Linked DNA regions of Gasterosteus aculeatus: region 1 is linked to region 2. The links are chromatin contacts, called in public Hi-C maps. All regions are on one chromosome and are shown on one strand. The core of a region is the stretch at or near the end of the contact, and the rest is flanking DNA. Distances in the headings are between cores, read along the strand shown.

Region 1 (7,875 bases), core at 2,581-5,080, 110 kb after region 2:
GGTGACAGCAGGGCCACCTGTCGGGTTTCTCCCACCCTCAGCTGCCGATCTCCGGAGATCTGAAACGTGACATTGGCTTTTTACCCCCCCTCGCTGTCTCTACACCCTCCGTTATCCATGTCCTCCTCCACGCAGACGCTTATATAGTCTCTCTTTTAAAGTTGTTTTAATCGTCCGAGGTGACATCGATTTCCTCCGGGCTCCCCTGCTTAGTTGCCATCCTCCACCGGTTTATGTGATGCGATCCTTTCTTCTTCTGCTGAGACTCCGAGCCCTCCTCCTCTAACTTCTGCCGCTTGAACTTCGTCCTCCGGTTCTGAAACCACACTTTTACCTAAAGAGGCGGAAAAAAAAGAGAACATTTTTTTTTAGATAAAAAATAACGCGCAAAAAAACTGGATCAGTGTGACGAGATAAACCGCGATGGACCCTGTGCGTAAAACCACGCGTAAAAGCGACGCGGTGTTTTGGGAGCACCGCTGAGTACAAGCAGGCAGCGCTGTAGTGGAAATAAGAAGGTGAGCTGTGACCTGCAGTTTGTAATCAGCAAACAACCCCCAGAAGGAAGAAAGATCAATTATATTCACCTGAAAATGTGAATTCGTGCATTTAAATCCGCCAATCATAATTGTCAGGGTAAAGTGAATTCAACTCACAGACGCCCTCAATAATACAAATGAATATTCAATTCAATAAAGTTAAGGCCCTTTAAATGATCAGCCCTCTGATCCCTTGTGTGATTGTTTCTAGAAGCATGCAGACGTCAAAGGAAACGAAGGAGTTCCATCCACTTCTAAACACAGAAGTTCACGCTAGATGGACTCCGCTCTGTTAAACGGTGCCGCTGGGAATTAACAGCATCTCAATCGATAACCGGTCTGCTCCGGCTTTGTCACACTGCAGCCCCATTTTGCTCTTAAACGGCAACTGAGGTGCATTTAATTCGCCTTCAGTGGGCTAATTAAAGTAGGCGACGGTTCATTTCTCCCTTCAGTCCCCCGCAAAGGCCCCGCCGTCCAAAGGAGACACAGCGGACAAAAGGCAGCGGCCGATGGGCTCAAACAGCATCTTAAATATGGCAGGAGGAATTCACTGAACCCGCCTCGCGCTTTGTGTCGCCTATCCCATAAAATGGTTAACTGGTTAATTTGCCCTCCATTTTGAAAGGCAACATCTCCCCCCAACCCCACCCCCCCCCCTCTCGCACCCCCCTCAAAACAAAGTAATTCAACCCCTCCTGAAATGAGGTTAGGCCGATACAATGACAGCGGATTTCATCCAACAGAAAGCCCCTGTCTTCAATTGACAACGTGCATTTGTGCCCCCCCCCCCCCCCCCCCCCCGCTAGAAACAATTCGGCGGCTGATGATTGAACACGATTGCTTTGCTGTGCGTCTCTTCTTTGTTGTCACATATTTATTTGATAGTTGCCTCATTGTTGTTGTGTGTTTTTTTGCCGCACAGTGCCACGTTCCATAAAACCATTAGACAGGTTCCTCAGCCACGATGCGGGCGATGCCTTTTATTACGAGCGCCATGCAAAGCAGCAGGGTGCGCGTCTCAAAAACGAAACAAGCGCCTCGTCCCATCCGTGCGGCGTTTAATGTCGAAGCAGCGATAATGTGACGTTTCTTACCTGAGTTTCTGTGAGGCTAAGGCTGTGCGCGAGCTGCTTCCTCTCTGCTCCCACCACGTAATGGTTCTTCTCAAACGCGTGTTCGAGCCGCAGGAGTTGCGAAGGGGAAAAAGCTGTCCGGATTCTTTTGGGCTTTCTGGCCAGCGCGTTGTGCAAAAGGAAGCTCTCTGGACTCGTTTCATTGCCTGGGAACGAGCAGAAAAGAAGGGAGCCGTCAGCGGCCGTCGTCTCGTTCTATAAGGTGTGTTAACATTTCCACCAGGAGCAGCGGGCCTGCTGCTCAGCTACGAAACAACAGTCCGCTGTGAACACGGCACGATAATGATGTCTGAGCACAGGCCGGGCACACGTCTGTAAATCTGTAATTTACCCAACACGTATGCATTTTAAATAGCTGCTTATTGTTGACTTTCTCCGTCTAACATCTGTGGGATCACCGGCACAAAGGTATATAATCCGGGGCCTAATTAAATTAGCTCGAAAACAGCCTCTGTCAACAGAAGGTAAAATGAAATAGCATGAAGACCTTTAAATAGACAGCATCCAAAATAATATATATATATTTATTTTAAATTCTTCAAAAATATACTGCTTTTTACTCTACTTGGTAAAAAAGCAAAAATAAATACAACAAAATAAGCGACCAAAAGAATACATAAATCACTAAACGAATTTCAACATCCGTCAATGTCAGTTTATTAAATACAATTCGAATTACCCGAAATTGGACTCATGTCACCCTTACAAAATGATCAAGAGGCTCAAATAACCAGCCAATTTCTGTGTGTAATTTTCCCCCGGCTAAAAATCAATATCGTGTATTTTAGTTTAAATATGAAATGTGTCTGTGAAATAAGCAGCGCAATACATTGGTTTCATTTTCACGCATGGATCCAAGTCGTATATCCGTTAAGCTGCAGTGTACAAACATGTCAACATTTCGAGTGGTTTTGGTGTCCGATCAACATTAAAGGCAGCAGACTGACAGGCGGCCGAGTCAACAATTATCTTTTCCGCTCGAGGGATTTTTTTTCTTTCTTTTTTGAAAATGAGAAAAAATTCATTGATTCGTTTTTGAACGAAATAATCCAATACACAAGTGACTCCTGTGGCCTAAAGATTGGAGATGATTGTATTAAAAAAACGGATTTTATTTAATTTCGCAGCTTAAAAAAAAAAAAGACGAACTGATGGAGAGAAAAAAAAAAAAAACATTCCATGGAGCCGCTCGGCGCAAAAAGAGCCGAACGAAGCATTCTGATAACTCACCTTGAAATCTGTGACCCAAGTACCTATATCTGTGTAATAACCAGGGGTAGAACGTCGACGGGTCCCTTTGCTGGCTGGCGAAAAGAGGGTGCGGACTGTGCGAGGATGAAAGCGGGTGAGCGGCCAAAGCGTGCGGCGGGGCCACCGAGTGCACCGGGACGGCGGAGTTTTGCTGATGAGAGACCGCCTCGGCGAACACCAAGTCCGGGTTCGAGTAGACGCCCCTGCCGCCGGAGTGAAAGCCGTTGAGGAAGGGGTTCATCTGGCCGGAGTTTGCATAGCTGAGAGCCGCTGGCCTGATGGGCTCCTCGGTGCGGGACGCCGGTACGTGATTATCCTTCGCCACTAAAGACTCGATGGTGAAACACCTCTTGGGCGCAGGTTGAAACATGGTCTGATAGTCCAGGTTCCCCAGTTTAAGTGGAAAGCTGTCGTGCGGCGCTCGCGCTTAAAAAATACTCCACACCCAAAGAAAAGGGGGAAACTTTCTGCGCAGTAAATAAGTTCGGGGAGGAAAAGGCGGGCAGTGTCCGCAAAGCCCCAACAAAAAGCGCTCGGCTTCTCCCAGACTAATCCATGGATGTGATCGTTTTCCTCGCCCGGGTTCGTGCAGGCAGATTTGTTAGTTCATGAGCCTAATTAGCGCTGCAGTCCCATAAACAGCTTCCTCTGAAGGCTGTAATGGCATGGTGATTGGTCGCCGCCGCTGCTGCTCGCCCTGAGCCGGAGAAGGGAAGACGCTTAAAAAGTGCGTCAATGGGAAGCAGGGGCGCGGAGAGGCGGACTCGAACGCGCAACACGGAACGGATTCGTCCAGAGAGGAGCACCCCCCCCCCCCCCCCCCCCCCCTCCTCACACACACACACACACACACACACACACACACTACCTATCCCCCTCCTCACACAACACACATGCTCGTGCGCGCACACACATGCTCACGCGCACATATCTGCAGGATATTTAACACACTCTTCTGAACCAAGCGCACGGTGTCCCGCTTATTTTGCATTTAAGCGCTATGAATGCTTCAACGTGTGTTTTTTTTCCTTCCTAAGGGTGGGGGTGCATTTAGTGTTAGCAGGTGATTATACTCAATCATGCACAACAATGTTGTGCAAACATCAAATCAGTCCTATTAAAAGTCTATCGTCCTGTGCAGGCGGAAATAATCAGCGTCAGTCGTATCGTTTGGCCTTTTCTTTTCGTTTCTTCCCGTTTTTGTTCCTGTTTTTCTGACTGGGTTTATGCAGAGAAGCTGCTCTGGTTCCCTCCCCGCTTAGTTAATGTTTTTCAGATTATTTTAGGATACATTTCAAATATTAAAGACTGTGACTGCGAGACGAGACGAGACGCCCGTGAGACACAAACACGCGGTACACTACGGGACAGTGCATGAAGACGCGCAGTGTTCACGACCCCCCCTCCACACACACACACACACACACACACACACACACACACACACACACACACACACGAACACATTTGTAAAGTCGCTGCTATTCAGTGCAAACATGCTCAGGTGTTTATTGGTGGCTACCTGTGTCTGCGGGCTGCCACGAGGGCCTCCGTGAGGAAACACGCACTAATCGCGCGCGCAGGCACAGTAAGGCTGCTCGGAACTGGATGGATCCAACCCGGAAAAATGAACAATTAGTCCTGTTTTATATTTTATCTCAATGTAATTTGGTATTTATATTTTTTGTTCTTTTTCATACGGTGGAAAATGGAATTGGCCTAATGGGCCGACGTGTGTGAGGTTGTTATTATTTTTATTAAGTGTTCTTTTATTGGAGTTATTAATTGGCCGTTATTATATTGTTATAGTGTAGCTTACTTCGAAGATGCATAGCACGCCCATGCAAAGCACATCAACAGCGTGGGGCTTATTTGTGCGTGTAGGTCAACGGTCTGTAGAGAATAAAATACAAACGTCACCGACATGTGTTGGCAGAGCCGTACAACACACAAATACGTACGATTTAACATGAAAATGTGTCAATCCAGATTATTGTTATCACGAATTGTTGGCTGTTTCAGATGTTTTCTTTGAACCTGCCGAGTCAGTTCATTAAAGGTAAGGCATTTTTCTTTAATACAACCAAACACAGATAAATGTTCTTCCCACGACGCACATTATTATTATGATTATCCATATTACTATCGTTTCTATTATCACTATTACAGTAACCTTCATACACGTTTGCTTCAGTTCAGCCAAATTCAAAGCAATGCTTCTACCGAGCAACTAACATTTAAGAAAAGTTCATCTTTGTTGAAATTAGTTTTTTAGTGCCTTGAAAGACTAACATCGCGTTATTGTTTTTTAGAATTGGCTGCATAGTGAACACCGAGTTTTGGACGGAGCCAAGTGCTGATGGTGGGCATGAACCAACACCCCTCCTCTCACACGTGCAGCCTTCCTCTGCACGGAGCTTTACTGACCTCTAGTGGAAACCCTGTGGTAGTGTGATTAAACTGGGCCGCCTGGGGACAACTAGACAGCTTTTCAAAGGTAGTCTGGAAGGGTGAAAATCGTATGTGGCCTAATACAGATACTGGAACACATTTTCAGAAGCGTCACTCAAATCAAACTGTTTTTGTGCAGGTTTATCCTCTGACTCCCACAATGGGCCAAGTAGCTTTGTGTTGGGCACCAGGCTATAGATGAGAGTGCTGCGATCTTCAATGGCGCCATAGTATTCAAGACCAAATCAACAATGGGTGGTGAGCAAACATCTTTATTAATAAAGGCTTTATCTGTACACATGCAACCTGGTTTGATCCCATTAATTGCAGCAAGATAGAACCACACACACTGGATATGAGGCGAGACCAATTGAATACTCTAAGCATGCACATGGAGATGTAAATTCACCTAGTTCAGGTTGAAATAGATAGAGCGCAGAGATCACCGGAGCAGATGACACGTTCCTGGTCATTGCTATTACAAGAGTTGTAGATCTGTGGCATAATATAACATCATCCTTGTAAAGAGCATTTATTAAAAAGAGGCAGTTGGTGATGCACTGAAAGTTTGAGCAGGAACAATGTTTTTTTTATTCAATTTCACTTTTTCAATGCAAGGTAATGATACCACAGTCATGTGTACATTGACAGGTGAACTAAATGCATAAAGGTATATTGGTTGATGGTGTTAGGAGCCTCTGGTTCAAAACAGCTGGATGTCAAAATTAAAGATTAATTAGAAAATCATCTTCAGGAAAACTACTGTCTACAAAGATGTCATACAAAGGAATATCCCAAATGAGTATCAGAATTCACCACTGTGGCTAACCGGCTGAGAGGAAGTGACTCAGCGGCGTACAGTGGTCCAGCCGTCATCATCTGTCTCGTTCTTGATGCGGCGGGCGTCTTTGTCGGTACGCCAACCCTTGTCTCCTTCAGGCTCCGCCTCAGGCTCACGCTGCTCGTCTCTGGGGCGCTCCTCCCGCTTCTCCTCGCCTCCACGGCGCCAAGAACTTCCTATGGAAACAATTATGCTCATCACAACATGTTGATTCACAACTCTAGTTTAAGACCTAATTTTTTTCTTATAATAAATTATTAGAGCAGTCAAGATTTAAAAAATAATAATTAATCACACATTTTGAAAAATTAATTAATCGATTAATGAATTTTGTTGTTACTATTAAATGTTTTAAAAAAATGTTTATCGTGAGCTGCTGTCTTGCTTTCTCGGATGTAACTGACTGCAGCCAGCGGCCGCTTCGTTTCCACGGTCAGCTTCCGGAAGTAAAGAAGAGGTACATTAACTACGTTGAAATATTTTGTTGCATTAAACGTGGCCACATTAATCGCATAGATTAATGCGTTTATATTTATCCCCCATGGTATCTCTGACACTTTCCACATCAGCAAAAAAAGGGAACAGCGACCTCTGCTGGCTCAATATAACCCCTTCATGTAGCGTTGTTGTTTTGTCAAGACAAAATAGTGCTAGGTGGAACACCGAAATAAGCCGGATTTATGCTTCTGCGTTTTCAGAGCGACGCAGACGTAAGCCCCCCTTGTGTGTCCCTTGCGTCGCTTTTCACACCTCCTTGCGTCCTTGCGTGTGTCGAGCCATTTTTCTAGGCTTGCGTCGAAAGCAACGCAAACCTCCCGCAGCGCACCAGGCTGCGATTAGTCCGCTAACTACATCATTTACGGAGTCTCACATTTCTGCTTTCATAGCCCGATATCGCCATTATTAAAACAAAGAGATCGGAGCAGATTTAAGAACTTTTGTCAGAAGAAATGCGCAAATATGACGCTTATACAAGCCGTCATTGGCCGGTTGTAGAAGCAGGTTGGATTCACGGAGGGAGATCGCCGCAAACGCCGGTTTTCCGGTCAAGAGGTGCACAAAGTTGTGAAGGAAAATGTCCGCGATGAAAAGCAGCAGTGGCGATGCTCGGGGCAATAAAGTCTAGGATAAATAAATAAACAAATAAATAAATAGACGTGACTCTCTAGGTCGTCTTCAACACAACACGTCACTCCGCCTGTTGTTCTAGCGGTGAATTGCTCTGCAACACACGCAGAACCATGAATTGAAACGAGTGCATCGACGCAAGCGCAGAAGCATGCGCCGGCCTTTAGGAGTGATTTGTTCTATTTAGTTATTTGGGGACCATTTGCAAGCTCTGTATAATTGATACAGTTGTGCGAAGTGTGTCTGATGACTGCTACAATGTTAGGATCACAGTCATTGTGCTGAAGGTAAAATACACATTTGTACCTTACATGTCGCTAAAGGTTTTCTTGAATAAAAGCTACATTTCAATATGAACATGACGTTGACATGTTTTCCGTCCCGCAGCCTTTAACAATGTCACATATTCTAGGGGCCCGTTCAGGTGAAGCCCTGGTATGGATATTTTGGTTGTATCTTAAATCACACTTACCCTCCTCTTGTTCTTTGGGTGGGGCTCTGACTTCGCGGGGCTCCTCACGAGGCTCTA
Region 2 (7,063 bases), core at 2,603-5,102:
TACATTACTGGCAATCCCCGATTGTGTAGTATGCAATAGTGCAGTTATCCCGGCTGATGATACACGCGGAGCCTGCGGCTCCTCAGCAGCATAATCCCCGGCTAACTTATTGTAGCTCTACTGTATCTGGAGAGGCAGCAGAGTGATTTTTATTACTTTCACCTGAGTACCCAGGGGAGGTATCTTATCTCCCCACTTGGTTTTATGCAGTTTGGCTTTGAAAGGTCTTCAAATGTCTGAAATTTGAATTTGGGCTGCATGTCCGATCAGGCAGACACATGAGGGGACTTCACTTCGCTCTCTTGCCGTCCAACACCCCCCCGCGTCCACACACACACACCAGCCTCCTTCATGGAAAGGGCTCGGCCATTTCTGAGGTTGCATCAGTGTTTCCAGCGATGCACCTGCAGCAAGTGTCCAGTCTGAGAGCTCAGACGGACACTTTGAAGCCGAGCGGGGGCCGGGCTGTTCAAATGGCTTCGTCTGGTCCAGATGGAAGAGGAAATGGAGATTTCTGCGTCACAAACAACAATCAAGTTGGGTTTTCTGGCTCTTTGCAACATTCCTATTTCTGTTCAAATTGTTGCTGGGTGGGTAATAGTGTATGAAGTCCTGCAGGAGTCAGGAATTGGATTAATTTAGCATGTGCACAAATTGGAAGTGCGTACTACTGAATTACTATTTTGTGGACCTAAATTAGTAAATTGTTCAATGGAAGGATGCTCTTTGCCAATTGAACTACTATAGTCATATTAATATTATTGATCTATTATCAAACCTGATATTTGGCTTTATTGTAGGCAAACATACTGTTTCACAAGTATCTTTAGTAAAGTTGACGGATTTATTTATTTGGTTATGAATAAGAATTTTTAAAGTATTTCAAGTTCAACCTTTCTCTCTGAAAACAGAATATAAGTTGTTTCACAAACCGTATTTATGTCATTGCTAATTGTCCTGTTGATTCTCAATTTTAAAGGTGCAATGTCTGAGATCTAACCAGCCGCTCCAAGCAGATAGGGGGCAGCATTTTACCTCAACTAATGAAACAATATCATTTCAATTTACAGTCATTGGCTTTAAAAAGAAAAGTCCAGCTGCTAACTAACAGCCAGCCAACAACGCACAAAACACCACCAAGCTGCTGGTACTGTGAGAGCAGGACCGGATGGCTGGTGGTTCGCTGCTCATTTCATTAGACATCTCTGCAACATGACACACAAACGTCCCTCACATAATGTCACTGAAGCGTCTGCACATTCTGTTGATAATCTTACACGTTGCCCCTTTACGAATTCTGTGGATTAACTGAACTGGGATACTTGTGTGATGCAACGTTTGCTGCACCACCAGCCTTGCTGGCTGTTGAAATGCTTACAGAATACATCTGCCAAAATCCCATCAACACCCAAAGCAATAGTATTGTTCTTTGTGATACATCGCAGATTTACCCGTTTTTCCACTCAGATAGTTCTGCAGGAGCTAATAAGATGATATGTCCCGTTTTACTGATGACTGAGTGGTGCTTTTATTAAGCAGTCGGCCGTATTTACCTGCTCAGTTCGCTGTTCACTTGTTTCTCCTCCTTCTCCTTTACTTCTCTCCTTCTCTTTCTATTTCACTGACTTCTTATTCCCTCCGGTCCCCGGGCACACGCTCTGCCCGTGCTCTTTATTTTTTCATGGCAGGCCTAGCGCTGAGCCTCCCTCTAATTAGATCAGGAATTATGGTATGGATTAGGGGATGCAGGGGCATGCCAGTTCCTCTGACCATGGTAGCTATTTCAAGTCACCATTTCAAAGTTCTGTGCTTAATTCCCCCCCCTCCCCTCTTTGCATTATAACACAGCTGCAGCAAGAGTGACAAACACTGTTAATCTCTTGTTTGCTGGCAGTCCATTACAAAGGGGTAAAGCAGGATTTTTCTCCAGCACTGTAAACACTCAAAATTCAGCATTGTCCATTACCTCTTAAACACGGACGATAACAAGCATCATTAATTAAACTGTGGGTGTAAGTGGGGTTACATAAATTGAAATTAATAATCGGGCGCAAACAGAAATAGAATGCTTGTTTGCGAATTGTTCTCTCAGAAACTTACGGATGTCGCCACGTAGATTAAGGAGGTTTGGCTCCTGTTTCCTTCTGATGTTTCCACCAATCCCCGGCCAAGGTTTAGTCATGGAGTGCTCTTTTAATTTGTTTGCCACATTCTCACATTTTCCCCAGAAAAAAATGATCAAGTAGGCATTTAATTACTATAGGAAATAAATCACCTCCCATAGTTATTGTCTTGCTGCCAAGTCCGTTGCACATAAGCTGCAAAGAACACGAAATATTTCCACACTTGTATTTTAAATACCTACTGCAGAGTCAATTTGGAGGGGGACAATGGCGGGAAATGTTCAATCCGGTTTTCAGTTTGGGGATTTTCTGGAGACTGATAGACAATCGACATGCATAAAATGCTCATTGTTGGCCATTACATCATTTCTAGTTCCGTCCCAGCAGCTGGATTCCTGTGTGTAGTCACCAAGTCGGAGTTGTGAATGTCTGAGGTATGATACAAATCAAAACTAGCATGTTATGTTTAAAGTGTTGACATCACACGAAAAACACCGGCGAGCCCTCGGAGGACTCCAACATGCCTCATTGAAGACTCTGTTGTCAGGGAGAATCAAGTCAAGGCATGCCCATCTGACAGCAGGGGCAGAGGGGACCTGCACCCACACATACTTTTACAACTGAAATGATTATGTACATCCGATTGTGGGACTTGCATCATTGGACATGAACATAATCCCCAATGCTGAATCAATTTGAGCACAGATTTTTTTTTTTTACAGGTCAACAATGGCGGCCGTGAGTGACTGAATGGCGACTGAGATCCCTTTCATGAACAAATAGCAGCCACGCCGGGTCGTAACTTCACCTCCGGGGAAAACACCAATCCACCTGATGAAGACTGATAATCAGAATCTGACAGAAACCTCACAAACTCCCAGAAGGTGACACCAAATCCCTTCGCGTGCCAAATTGAGCGATGGGTTGGACAAACATCTGCCAAAAGCCACATTTGAAATCCATATGGCCGGGAGTTAATTGGGGCGCGCAGGTCCGGGCTTGACGCGAGCACGGATACATAACGGCCTGTGTGGGTGGGCAGAGGTGGCTGGAGGTTTGGGGGTCGAGCCTTCGGCCCCCTTCCCATTTCACACGAGCTTATCGGGGAGTGTGGGGGAGATGCTGGGGCACTTTCTGCAAATGGCATGTTAAATGTCTCATTAACAGCAGTGACCACAGCTATCGGCCTTTTCCTTAAGGGGAGAAGTATTAGACAGACGGGGGGTGGTTTTTAAAAGATTCTAAAAGTCTAGGGTTCTGTTTGTCACTTTGTGATTTCAATAATCTGCCAAAACAAGAGTGAAAAGGGATCTCTGGTGTGTTTGCTCTCGGTAATAAAGAATCACAGTTTCCCCAACCCCCCCTCAGGTCCTTCCCACAATGGAGAGGCTTGATGCTTTAGGACAGCAGGTCTCTTGAGGGAAATCTCAAGGGTCTTCCAACCGTACAAGTGACTGTGATAACACCAAAAACACACAACGAAGTGAAGGAAAAAACACACTTTACATGACCAACATCATTTGCAGGTTGTACTATTTCTTAGTCTTTTTAGGGACTTTATTCACAGCAAAATAAACAAGTTCTCACCATCAACAAATTGCCATAAGCGCCCCACGCCCACAGCAGCCATGGGAATTTCCATTAAAGGCGCTTGAGTCACAATCGGCGAACAAATAAATGACGCGCTCCTGGGAAATCACGGCAACAAGCAGATACATGTTAAAGCTCGGGAGAGAGAGAGCTGCTCATTGGAGCTGGAGAGGGCTTCCCAAAATCCAGATGTGGTGGAAGCGCAGACGGGGCTCAGGCCTCCTCGCCAGTAATGAAGCAATTAGACAGACAATTATGAACACCTGTGACGCTGATTGGCACCATGCGGCTGCGTCTCCTTCCGCGGCGCTAAAGACGCCTGAATGTTGCTAAAGTTAACCTCTAACAAGGCCTGTAATGACGGCGAGGGCCAAAACACACCACACTGATGCTCTCTCACACACACCTACACACACACACGCTCATACTCACACACACACACACACACAGGAGGTTCACATTAGGAAGAAGGGCTCATCCCACACAGACGGTTGCGTCATGTATTATTGAAACCAGCCCTTGTATAAACACAACTCAGATAAATTGGTGTCTCCATTCTCCTGATTCATTAAGGTTAATGCAGTTTTAATTACTGCTTGATTTGCAGCCCATTAGACACAATTTCCGAGGCCATTCCGAAGACCTGCAAAATGACGTTGCGTGGGATTAATAAGATAAAAGGGACAAGTTGGAATTGTAGTCCTTCCTAGACTCAGGGATTCCTCTATTTTCACTGTAACCGCTTATTTATTTGCACAACCGCTTTCAGGCACATTAAAACAATCTAATGAATAGAGAGCTTTGGCTTCAGGGATTGCATCACCCATCGGATGAACAAATGTAACGGTGGTTATGGCCTGATTAAAACGGATGCACAGGAAATAGGGCGAAACAGCTGAAGGCTCTATAATTATAAACCATATAATAAGGCTCGGGACAGCTTTTTATCTGCAGCGCAACTTTACATCTCGATCCTGTTGGTTTTGTTTTAAATCAGCTGCCAAGGATATATGGTCAAGACTAGAACTATACTATGGAAAGCACATTAAGACATGTAAGTGCACATGAACAACCATGGGAAATGGGTAAATGGGATTATAGTGATACATATTTCAAGCCCCCTCTTTTCAGGGACTGAATGACAATTATTAGGACGGGTTGGCCGGCTGTTGTTTGCTGAAAGGCAAGTAGAAATTTCCCAAGAGGATGTGTTTTCTTTTTCTCATCCCATATTTATTCTAATAAAGTTACATCCTCTTCCCTCCACTGCGATATCCACTAGCTCATTATTTAAATATATACATATACTTTTTTCCAACAATTATGAATCATACAACGCATCTGGACTTTTAGTTGAAAACAGTTTGTAAATGCTTGATAACAGAGTTCAGCCTATTTTATTATATAATTAAAACAAATCAAACAATATATATTTTCTTTATCTATGGTTTGAGAAAATTGGCAATCAAATTTGTCTTTTTTTGCAGTAGAAGATAGAGCCCGAAGAATACTACCGTAACTTAAAACGCAATAAATCACAGAATAATTTAAAGTTAAGAAAACACATAAATTAAACCCCATTTGCTGATCATCTCCAATGACGTAAGAAAAATCATTTAACACTTCTTTGCACATTTTCTCATTCCCATTTCTAAATAGTATACAACAAAATGTACGTACCAATAACAGGTTATATAATGATGCCAAAGTAATTAGGGTCTTAAAATTACTCCATGAGGTACCCCACATGTTATATGAGCTAGTTTTGTTATTACAATGTCAAATGCTTCAGAAAGATCTCCGCATATATATATGTAAACACACATACCTATGTGGGTATTTATATATATATATATATATATATATATGTATATATATATATATATATATATATATGAATTAATGCAGTATATATACTGTATGTATGAGTGTATACATTTAAAACACACACTATAATAAATAATTAATTATATAGTCAAACATTGTATGTTAAATATCTATGTAAAATCATTAACAGGGGTCAAATTTTGATACAGCTGTGTCATGCATGAAAAACAATGTATTATTTATTAATACTTGTTTGCTATTAGTTTCATGAAAGCCTAAAAACTCTAAAAGCTTTTCTGTGTATATAATGTCTGCATCAAATCGCATCTTTCTTACTCTTGCACTCATACAATGTGAGACATCCAACCAGAGCAAGCGGTTAACGGTGGAGGTGGCTGAAAGCGACAGGAGCAGGGTGCAGAGCTGAGCTGCTGACAGCAGGAGTCACAATACATTAGCAGATCCTCCAACTGGCTGATCTTCCTTGAGACGGTCCCACCGTACTGCTGAATTGTTAACACACATTGTTAGACATTGTCACAGCTAACCCCCCCTTACCCACCCTCTCCGTGGGCAGGAAAATGATGCTCCAACGAGGTTGTGGGACAGGTGGAGCTCCCGCGTTTCCCTTGCAGGTTGTGGTGGAGAGTTCTCAGTTTTACATGTTGGTAAATTGCCACCAGAAGTGAATAAAATGGTCCCATGTGTAAACTCCAGCTCGGCGGGCCCACTTCAGAGGCCCGAGATCAATTTTGGTGCATTTATTCTCCGAGAGAGGCACACAGTGAGTTTGCTGAAGATCAGTTTTCAATTGGATAATGGGCTTGTGAAAAGAGGGGATGTGGAGGGCATCGCTTTCACACATTCTCATGGCTTCATATCTCTGTAACACAACCCGTGTACTGCTTCACTCTCAACACCCCCATAAGACCCCCCCCCCCCCCCCCCCACTAAATCAAATTCAATTTGCACCAAAAAGAGTGTGGTCTGACTACTATATTGTCAGACCACACTCTTTTTGGAGCTCTTCTTGATTTCTCTGTTTTCTTTTAATTTAACAGTCCTTTGCATTCAAAGACTCTGTTATTATTATTATTATTATATTATTGCGGCCAAAGCGAGGCAATTTTTTCCTCAAAATATCTCTAATCTTTTCATCTATTTATTTATACACCTAAAACACAGCATCTCATTTGAGTGTTTTAACATCGGTGCAGAGAGCAGCTGGTCGAGCGCTGAGAGGTGCTGCTGATGCTGTCCTCGTCCTCGTCCTCCTCTCTCCTTTAACCCACTGCAGCCACTAGATGGGGTATGATAACCACACAGAGGCTCTCCCAGTGGGACGCCTCCTCGCTGGTGGGTGCTGCTGCTCATGAGAGAGGTGAGGAGAGGAAATTGTCTGCCACAGATCCCAATCAGCTTCTCGTTTGTTTTGATTGTTTCTTTCCTTTACAGATCATTCTCAAAGTGATACAATGTTCCCGCTCGTAGAATACAATGTTTCTCACGTGAAGGAGGCAGCA

Evidence for each region. Hi-C and Micro-C count contacts between places; a contact is called where the count stands out from the background.
Region 1: a contact with region 2 is called in a Hi-C map of tail fin, with 3 times the contacts expected there. The contact joins the promoter of emx2 here to the enhancer-like site in region 2. A contact is called at or near these places in 4 of 6 Hi-C or Micro-C datasets (liver, skeletal muscle, tail fin and 1 more).

The regions. Positions count from the first base shown.
Region 1 is chr6:4,874,711-4,882,585 of fGasAcu3.hap1.1, forward strand. emx2 (empty spiracles homeobox 2) reads right to left here and starts at 3,831. Exons shown (of 3, transcript XM_040177791.2): 1 at 2,906-3,831; 2 at 1,637-1,821; 3 at 1-334. The coding sequence starts at 3,296. The coding sequence ends at 167. It overlaps eif3s10 (eukaryotic translation initiation factor 3, subunit 10 (theta)), which reads right to left. Exons shown (of 22, transcript XM_040177760.2): 21 at 7,819-7,875; 22 at 5,634-6,394. The coding sequence ends at 6,225.
Region 2 is chr6:4,760,184-4,767,246 of fGasAcu3.hap1.1, forward strand. No RefSeq gene overlaps it. Among protein-coding and RNA genes, the nearest start is that of rab11fip2, 25 kb to the right of the region's middle. Within about 2 kb of position 3,853, at least 3 of the 9 cell types and tissues checked have open chromatin away from gene starts, as enhancers often do.